2 separate regions of the Cricetulus griseus genome follow, and region 1 is linked to region 2. Evidence: chromatin contacts called from public Hi-C data. All regions are on one chromosome and are shown on one strand. Each heading gives the region's core, a stretch centred on a gene start, on an enhancer-like site or on the middle of the called end of the contact. The rest is flanking DNA. Distances are from core to core; before and after follow the strand shown.

Region 1 (4,478 bases), core at 607-3,106, 130 kb before region 2:
CGACTCCCAGCTACCATTGCCCGAATCCCCCCAGTTGCTGTGAGGTTACAGATGTCAGAGCGGAACATTCTCAGCCGCCTGGCAAACAGGGCACCAGAACCTCCCCCACAGCAGGTAGGACCCATATTTCAGTTGCAGCTCTTCCCACAAAGCCATGGAATTTGTACTTTGCTTGTGTCCTTGGCTTTCCTAATGGTTGCTTCCTGGGGCCTCAGGGTTACTTGGCCTCTGTTCTGACTCTGGCTGTTTTTCCCTGTAGGTAGCCCAGCAGCAGTGAAGAAAGACCCAGAGTGATGACACCACCTCCGCCACTGAGCAGTGACCTTCCTCACTCTCTCTTGTCCTGGCTGCCCCCCTGGGGGCCTGGGAGATCCTCGCCTTCCTTCTGCCCATCTTCTGAGTTGTAAAGGAGCAGCCCTGTGCACTAGGGGCAGGGAGGGAGTGAGGGACAATGGTGCCCTTCCTGCTGGAGAGACAAGCAGCAGTAGTGCGGCGCCATGTGCAAGGAGCTGCGGGCTGGCTGCCTTCTGGACCCTGGCTTCTCCCCACCGTGCGCCTGTTACAAACTGTTGTGGATTTTGCCAGGCTTGAAGAAAATGATCTGAATTTCTTCCTCTTTTTGGTTTTATTTTGTTGGTTTACTTTGTGTTTTCTCCTTTTGGGGGTTATTCAGAGTGGGCCGGGCCCCTGGGCAAGACACAGCTACCTCTGTTGGCATCTTTTTAATACCAGGAACCCAGCGGCTCCAGCCACTGAGCGGCTAAAATAAAGTTGGGGGGGAAAAAAAAGGAAAAGAACCAAAAGCATAAAAAACCACAAGTTTCTTCATGAGAATTGAAAAATAAAAGTTTCCTTGTATTTTAGTGATCTGGTTCAGTGTGGGTGAGTGTGGGTGCCAGGTGCTGCCTGCTGTGGGGAACAAGAGGCTGCTCCATCATCCCTTTGTAGGCTCTGACCTACAAATTACTCCCAGAGTCTTGCATCAAAACGTACCTGCCTGGTAGTTGTGAAGACAAGGCCAGTATGGCCACCTAGGTGCTGAGAAGCATTCTACATGGGAACATTATACACAATTATCTTTTTGAAACAGGCTGTCATCAAGTACTGCCTGCCTCTGCCTCTGCCTCTGCCTCTGCCTCTGCCTCTTGAGTGTGGGAATTAAGGACGTGTCCTACATGATCTTTTCAGTGATTGGTTTTTCCTAGTTTGTATTTTCAAGACAGGGTTTCTCTGTGTAGGTCTGGGTCCTTGAACTCCAGGCTGGCCTCCAAACTGCTTTCAGAGCTGGGATTAAAGGAGTGCACCACCACACCGGCTTACAGTTTATATATTTTTGTTTGTTTCTTTTACACGTATTTGTGGGGAGGATTAATGTGCAGGTGAAGGCCAAAGGATGACTAGCAAGAGTTGGTTCCCAAGCCCACAATGTGGGTGTGTCCCTGTAATCAACTCTGGCTGTCACGCTTGACAGCCAGCTCCAGCTCATTAGTCCACTGAGCCATCTCCTGAGTCTGGAAAGTGCAACTCTAGTACTGCTTTGAGGAAGGCCGATGCTAAGTGAAAAGGGCCAGCGAGGAGGGGAAGCTTGGCTTTAATGAAAACGTGGGGGAACGGTGAGCGGAGCCGTGGAAGCTCGCGATCCTGAGATCTAAGGCAGCTCGCAGGATGCCAGGGTGAGAGCTGCGGTTCTGGGTAGGAGCATGGCTACCTCGGGCGCCCTAAGCTGGAACCCGCGGAGAGAAGCTGACGCTCGGCGGGAGGGCAGAGTGAGCAGGAGCCCGTCGCTGCACGTTTCCCTCCCCGAGCCGCCGGAGCCGGTGATGCGCGCGTTCCTGTACTTGGTCCGTTCCGGTGCCGCCGCCGGAAGAGGCGGGGCCCTGTCCGGGCGCTTTGCGCGTGCGCGATACAATTGGTCGGCTTGCTGTCTGGCTGCTCTTCCCCGAGTGCACGTGGAGCGGGCCTTGGCTGGAGGCGACCGGCGTCCGGAGCCAGGACTAGCCAAGCGGAGGTTTCAGGTGCGTCTGCAGGATCCCGGGACGGGCTTGCGACCTGGGCCTGCCGAGGGGGCGCGGCGCGGTGCGGGGGCCTGGTGGCTGTGCCTTCAGGGGCCCATCCGGGGGCGCGAGCGCAGGTTCTGGGCCGGGCGGTGCTCCTTCCCGGGTATTGTCGCTGAGCCTAAGCCTGCGATCCCTTTCCAGCATCCACATCGCCGTCTTCCCTCGTTTTTCTTTGCTTTAGTACCATGGGGCGTAAGTTGGACCCTACGAAGAAGGAGAAGCGTGGGCCCGGCCGAAAGGCCCGGAAACAGAAGGGTGCAGAGACTGAACTGGTCAAATTCTTGCCTGCAGGTGAGGGTCGTAGGTCCCTGACCCCGCCCAGCCTTTGCTCGGTTTTATATCAGAGCCTTTTTCCGTTTGCGCGACCGCCTTCACCTGCTGCATAGATGTGACTTGTCAGAACGTAGTTATCCGTGTTGGAAGTGAGATGCAACTGGGGCACGGGTACCCCGGTGTGCGAGGAGAGGAGCCCTTTCCAGAAAAGGGGCTCTCGTGAATTTAGAAAGGTTTTGTCGAGCCTGGTTTTAGCAAGCAAGAGTTGGGAACAGACAGGCCACTCATAAGTTGTCTGGAAGAAGGGATGAAAGCCTGGGTCTGAGTCCTATGTATGGTGAGGCCCTGCTTGGGAGGAAAGACTGCAAAGAGAGTTGGTGTTCGGTTTTGGATGGAAGGTGCAGTTTAATGAAGTATTGGCCAGTCACAGGCCCATGAAAGAGGTCCTCAACGATATGGACCCAAGGTACGGCGTCTTCGAATTTTAGGGTCCTAGAACAGAGGCTTTGTCAGGAAATGGATGCTGAGGAGTCGGGTGTCTTACACACAGTTGTAAGTGGAAAGGGCCGTAACTTCTTGTAGAGTATAAAAAATAACATTAGCGAGGTCGAACTCTACTGTAGTTGACAACTGAATAAGCTGAGACTAGAGGAAAGGGCAGGAAGGGGTTTGAGGTTGTGCTGTTACCAGAGTGTCCCTTTTGGGGTTGTTGCTGAACAGGCAGACAGATGATTACTTCGTAGCCTCTACATCGTCTTTTTTTTCTTCCCCTGCTTTACTGGAGGTGATGGGAATGGAACCCAAGGCTTTTCCCATTCTTGCCACAGGCTGTCCCCTCTCCCCTCTTCCACATCTCGCCTTGACTCCTAGTAAAGTGTGAAGGAGTGATACACAGTGACTGTGCTTTGTAACCTTCTGTCTTTCTTTCCTGATCCTGTGAATGGTGGGGGCTATCACTGAACCACATCACCGGTTCCCTCTGTCACACTTCAGTTATTGTAGTGACTCTCTTCCCAGTTACAGTCCTGCTCCCATTTTGTGTGTTTCTTATAAACTCCTAATCTGCTCCTTTTTAAAACAGTTGGTGATGAGAATTTCAAGAGGCTGTCCAGTCGTGCTCGGAAGAGGTGAGTGTGGATGCCCAGGCTTAGCAGAAATTGGAGCTGCTTGAAATATGGAGGACTAGTTGTGTGTTGTCATGTTTCCTTGTTAAGGTGGGATGTGTCAGACCCTAGAGGTGTGTTCTCATGTCTTCAATTTTTGTATCTTCAGGGCAGCCAAGAGGAGGTCCGGGTCCGTTGAAGTCCCTAAGCCAAATAAGTCTCCAGGGATCAAAACGTTGCCTGGAGAGTTAGCAAAAGGTTAGTGAGAATGGGAGTTGGTTGCCGTGTGAGGAATCTTCTAGGTCCTGGATAGGGTTAAGCATTTCTAGAATGGAAGGAAAAACAGAAGGCATTTATTTATTTATTACTAAGATCTATTTTTGTTTGTTTGAAACAGGATCTCATTGTGTAGCCCTGGCTGTCCTTGGACTCACTATGTAGACCAGGCTGGGTTTGAACTCACAAAGATCCACTGCCTCTACCTCTTGAGTATGCTGCCATGCCTAGTTAAAATTGATTTTTCAGTACTTTGTGTCTGTTTTATGTGTGTGAGTGTTTTGCCTGCATGAATGCCCATGGAGGTCAGAAAAAGGCATCAGATCCCCCCAGAACTAGGATTACAGGTAGTTGAGCCACCATATGAGTGCTGGGAACCAAACCTGGGTCCTTTGCAAGAGCCTTCTCTCCAGCCCTATTTTTATTATCTGTTAATTGTGTGTGTGTGAGAGTGTATGGATGTTTGCACATGATGCTGAATGCACCTGGAGGTGGTTGTGAATTGTCAGGTGCGGGCTCTGTGAACTGAACTGGGTCTGCTGAAAGACCAGTATGTACTCTGTAACTGTTACAGCATCGCTCCAGCCCCCAAAGGTCATTCTTAGGGCTAGGGAAAGTACAGGCTCCAGAGGTGTTCGGCAGGGAGTGTGATGGCCATCCAACCGATTTGTCAAACCTTCACTGTGTTCAGGAGCTGTCCAGGCTCGGGGTAAGAAGCGCCCAGCACCAACTTCTAACAGTGATGGGGATGAGGAGGAAGACTCTGAGG
Region 2 (4,669 bases), core at 675-3,174:
TGTAACTCCAGTTTCAGGGGATCCAATACCTTTACAAAGACACAGATGCAGGCAAAGCATGAATGCATGTTACATGAAAGCAAGCGAACTAATAATAATAATAATAGCAACAATACACCCCAAATTAGTATTTCCTACCACTCATTCTCTGTCCCTTTCCTGTCACGTGTTATCTATTTTTCCTTTTGTTGCTTAAGCTCTTGGTGATGCACTTAAGAAACTGTCACCCAACCCAATGCCACAGAGGTTGTCATCTGTCTCCTTCTAATGGTTTTTTAGTTCTAATTCTTGTATTTCACTCTTGGATCTATTTTGAGTTAACTTCCTTTTACTTAAATGCTAGGGATTGAACCTGTGGCTTCATACATGCTAGGCAAATGCTCTCCTTTTGTGACACCCTCAAGTGGGGTTTTTAAGAAGTTTTTAAAAATAGCATCTTAGGTAGAAGTCAACCTTCATTCCACTTCTGGCAGATACACAGTTGTCTCAGTGCCTCAAGTCAGAAAAAACTATCCTTTTCACCCAGAATAGTCTTGGTACCCTCACAGAAATCAGATGATATAGTTTGATCTCTGGACTCCCAGTTTTATTCCATTAGTCTACGTCCGTCTTTCTGTCAGTTCTACAGTTCTGGTTACCTTAGTTTCACAGTAAGTTTTGACATCATGAAGTAGAAACTGGGGTGGTAGTGCATGCCTATATAATCCCAGCAGTTAGGAGGCTGAGGCAGGAGGATTACTGTAAGCTAAAGTTCAGCCTGAGCTATAGCGAGATCTTTCACAAAAGAAAAAGAAGCTAGAAAGTATGAGTCATCTGCTTTTGTTCTTCTGTGAAATAACATTTTTTTTTTTTTACGTTGTTTTGTTGATTCATTTGGGTGTGGGTTGAATGTCTCATGGCACATGTGTGGCCGTCAGAGGACAACTTGCAGAAACTGATGCTCTCTTTCCACTGTTGTGGGTCCCAGGGACCAAACTCAGGTTGTCAGCCTTGGGGACAAATGTTTTCATCTGCTGAGCCAGCTTTTTGGCCTCTCCAAAATATTTTTGGCTATTTTGTGCCTTTTGAATTGCCAGGTGAATTTAGCATTAGTTTCATTTCTGCAAAAAGAGGTGACTGGAATTTTCATGGGCATTGTCTTGGATACACAGGTGGAACTTGGTGGTATTACTATTGTAACACGATCAGGTCTTTCACTCCATGGACACCCGAATCTTCTGATTCCTTTAATACTCACTAATGCCTTTAAATGTTTTATGACTTTCACTGTGTAAGTCTTACAGTTTACTTGATTAGTTTCTTGGTAAGGTTTTAATCTTTCTAATGCTATCAAAACTAGAATTTGGAATTTTCTCTCTAGTTTTATTTTGGTTTGATTTTTGGAGATAGAGTTGCTCTGTGTAACAGAGCCCTGGCTGTCCTTTGTAGATCAGGCTGACCTTGAACTCACAGGGATCCTCCTTCCTCTGCCTCCTGGGTGCTAGGATTAAAGTCATGCACCATTGTGTCGGCTCCCTGGTTTTATTGCATTCATTCATTCATTCATTCATTCATTTTAAAGACAGTGTCTCATGTAGTCCAGGATGGCCTCAGATTGATTTTGTAGCTAAGAATGACCTTGAACACCTGATTCTCCCATCTTTATGTTCTATGCACTGACTATAAATCTGAGACTATATCCAGCTAATTTTGTTTTTGTTATCCTTTGCTTATGTTGTTTATTTATTTATTTAGCGAGGTTCTCCTGCAGTCTCAGTTAGCCCCAGTCTGACAGTATAGTGGAAGATAACCTTTAATTCCTTGCCTCTCCCACCCAACTGACGAGATGACAGGTGAATGCCAGCATGGGGCCTGGCTGCATGCTGCCTTTGAAGAGGACAGATGTTGTCTCTGTAGCGCAGGATGACAGCGAGGGGTGTGGGTGTGTTGCCATGACAGCCTGTGTGCTGTTGCTGGGGTTTCGTTGTGTAGCTTATCTGAAGTCATAGATGGAGAGTTAGATTCTGTGACTTGAAGGGGAACTCGGCTGACTAATTGTTCCCGCAGTGCCATCACTTCCGGTGGCTCCTTAGGCTGGGAAAGTTTGGGCGGAAGTGTGAGTTTGTTGTCTGCCGCCCCTGACCCTTCATTCCTGCAGGATTTTGGCTAGCTGCTTCTGAAGGGACAGGCACTCCCATGGGGGGCAAGAGCTGTGGTGATTTTTTTTTCTTTTCTTTTTTTTTTTTGAGGGCCTTATGTAAGGTAGGCTGACCTCAAACTCAGTTGTAGAGCTGAGGATGACCCAAGTGCTGACATAGAGGTGTGCGCCACCATACCCGGTTACTGTCACATTTTGTGTTTATCAGCCTTTTGTGTGTACTGCCTGGAGGTATGTTCATTCAAGTACTTTGCTCATGTCAAAACTGATACCTCTTTTACATAAAAGTAAGGTCAGAATTGGCATTTTCATGAGCACATATTGCCTAGAAAGGAATGTTGAGAATAATAGACCCAGGCAAGGTGAGGCCAGAGGAGGCTGAAGAGGGGGTCCTAGGGGAGACCCAAGGATCAGTGAGATGACAAAGATTTGAAGGGGTACTGGACCATTTGAGGTAAATGTTTGCACCACCCTGAGACCATTCTGTGGCTCCATCACTTGTTAGCGGGGCTTATTGCTCAAGATCTGTGAATGAGTCTGTCTCTGCCGTAACAGGTAGGGGAGGATGAGTGGACGGGTGGACTGGTGGATGGGCGCTGAAGCTCTCCTCGTAGGGCGATGTGAACAAGTGTCAGGTAATAGGCAGTACAGGGTGCAGTGCTGGTAAATGTGCCCTGGGACAGTGAATCCCCAGCTCCTGCCTTCTCCACCAGGGCTGAGAGCAGTGTGAGAACTCACGGTTCCTGAGGCAGAGCACTCAGAATGGAAGGGAAATAGTAAAGAACGCAGCAGGACAAGGTAGAGAGTAGGCAGATGGGACAAACTATCACCTTTCCTAGAGTTCCGAGTAGTAAAGTGGGAACTTCAGGATCAGCAGTGTGGAGACCCCAGGATCATCTGTGTGGAGACCCCAGGATCATCTGTGTGGAGGCCCCAGGATCATCTGTGTGGAGACCCCAGGATCAGCTGTGTGGAGACCCCAGGATCATCTGTGTGGAGACCCCAGGATCAGCTGTGTGGAGACCCCAGGATCAGCAGTGTGGAGACCCCAGGATCAGCAGTGTGGAGACCCCAGGACCAGCTGTGTGAAGACCCCAGGATCAGCTGTGTGAAGACCCCAGGATCAGCAGTGTGGAGACCCCAGGATCAACAGTGTGGAGACCCCAGGACCAGCTGTGTGAAGACCCCAGGATCAGCAGTGTGGAGACCCCAGGATCAGCTGTGTGAAGACCCCAGGATCAGTTGTGTGGAGACCCCAGGATCAGCAGTGTGGAGACCCCAAGATTAGCAGTGTGGAGACCCCAAGATTGGTAGTGTGGAGACCCCAGAATCAAAAGTGTGGAGACCTCAGGATCAGCTGTGTGAAGACCCCAGGATCAGTTGTGTGGAGACCCCAGGATCAGCAGTGTGGAGACCCCAGAATCAGAAGTGTGAAGACCCCAAGATTAGAAGTGTGGCGACCCCAGGATCAGCTGTGTGGAGACCCCAGGATCAGCAGTGTGGAGACCTCAGAAGACCTCAGGATAGTCAGTGTGAAACCAGGGCTGAGAAACTACAAGCACATCCATGCTAAAGAATGTGACAGACTGGAAAGGGGCTAGAATAAGAGATAGGATGCTGTGAGTATGTGTTGATTTAAAAACATATATATATATATATATATATAATATAATATATATATATATTTAATTTTATTTTTTGTGCATTGGTGTGAGGGTGTCAGATCCCCTGGAACTGGATTTACAGACAGTTGTGAGCTGCCACATAGGTGCTGGGAATTGAACTCAGCTCCTCTGGAAGAGTGGCCAGTGCTCTTAATCACTGAGCCATTTCTGTAGTCCCTGATTACTTTATTTTTATTTTTAAGACAAGGTCTGTAGTGCAAATAATAAAAACCCAGAGACAGATGTTAGGGGGGAATCTGTAGATCAGAGAAGCAAAGAAACCAAGCCACTAGAGAGTTCTCACCTCTATCAGTGCTAAGACCAAAAGGGTTGATTCTGTCCTCATTGTGACTGCCCTGCATTCCTGTCTCCATCTCCCTTATATTCCTCTCTAGTGCTGGGATTAAAAACCTGCACCACCACTGCCCATAGCTTCTAAGGCTAAGGAGTATGGCTCTTGGGATTAAAGGTGTGTCCTACCACTGCCTGCCCTCTATGGCTGACTAGCGTGGCTAGCTTGCTTCTCTGATCTTCAGGCAAGCTTTATTTGTTAGATCAGAAACAAAATATCACCACAAAGGTGTCTCTGTGTGGTCTAGCGATGTAGGTCTTACTGCACAGACCAAATGGCCTTACACTCTTTATCTTCCTGTCTCCGCCTCCCAAGCACTGGTTCACACCACCATGCCCAGCTGTTTGTGTGTTTTGATGTTAGAATGTACAGAAAAATGGTCTGTGAACAACTACTGACATTGTAAACAAATATTGGCTTATTAATAAATTCAAAGGTCTAGTGCTCCTTATGCCTTTTAAGTTCAAATTACACATCTTATTATTCTATTATAAAGCTCTACCTATGTGTGTGCTG

The links. A called contact is a pair of places that touch in the nucleus more often than the background predicts.
Region 1: a Hi-C map of the CHO-S cell line shows a contact between it and region 2, with 3 times the contacts expected there. The contact joins the promoter of Nop2 here to the enhancer-like site in region 2. A contact is called at or near these places in 4 of 8 Hi-C or Micro-C datasets (the CHO-K1 cell line, the CHO-S cell line and liver).

The regions. Positions count from the first base shown.
Region 1 is chr8:21,294,585-21,299,062 of CriGri-PICRH-1.0, reverse strand. It overlaps Nop2 (probable 28S rRNA (cytosine(4447)-C(5))-methyltransferase), which reads left to right and starts at 1,856. Exons shown (of 16, transcript XM_027428301.2): 1 at 1,856-2,015; 2 at 2,239-2,348; 3 at 3,412-3,457; 4 at 3,603-3,691; 5 at 4,401-4,478. The coding sequence starts at 2,243. Chd4 (chromodomain-helicase-DNA-binding protein 4) reads left to right here. Exons shown (of 40, transcript XM_027428295.2): 39 at 1-114; 40 at 260-863. The coding sequence ends at 277.
Region 2 is chr8:21,167,031-21,171,699 of CriGri-PICRH-1.0, reverse strand. No RefSeq gene overlaps it. Among named protein-coding and RNA genes, the nearest start is that of Cd27, 20 kb to the left of the region's middle. Within about 2 kb of position 1,924, at least 3 of the 6 cell types and tissues checked have open chromatin away from gene starts, as enhancers often do. A contact at or near this core is called in the CHO-K1 cell line, where this site is marked.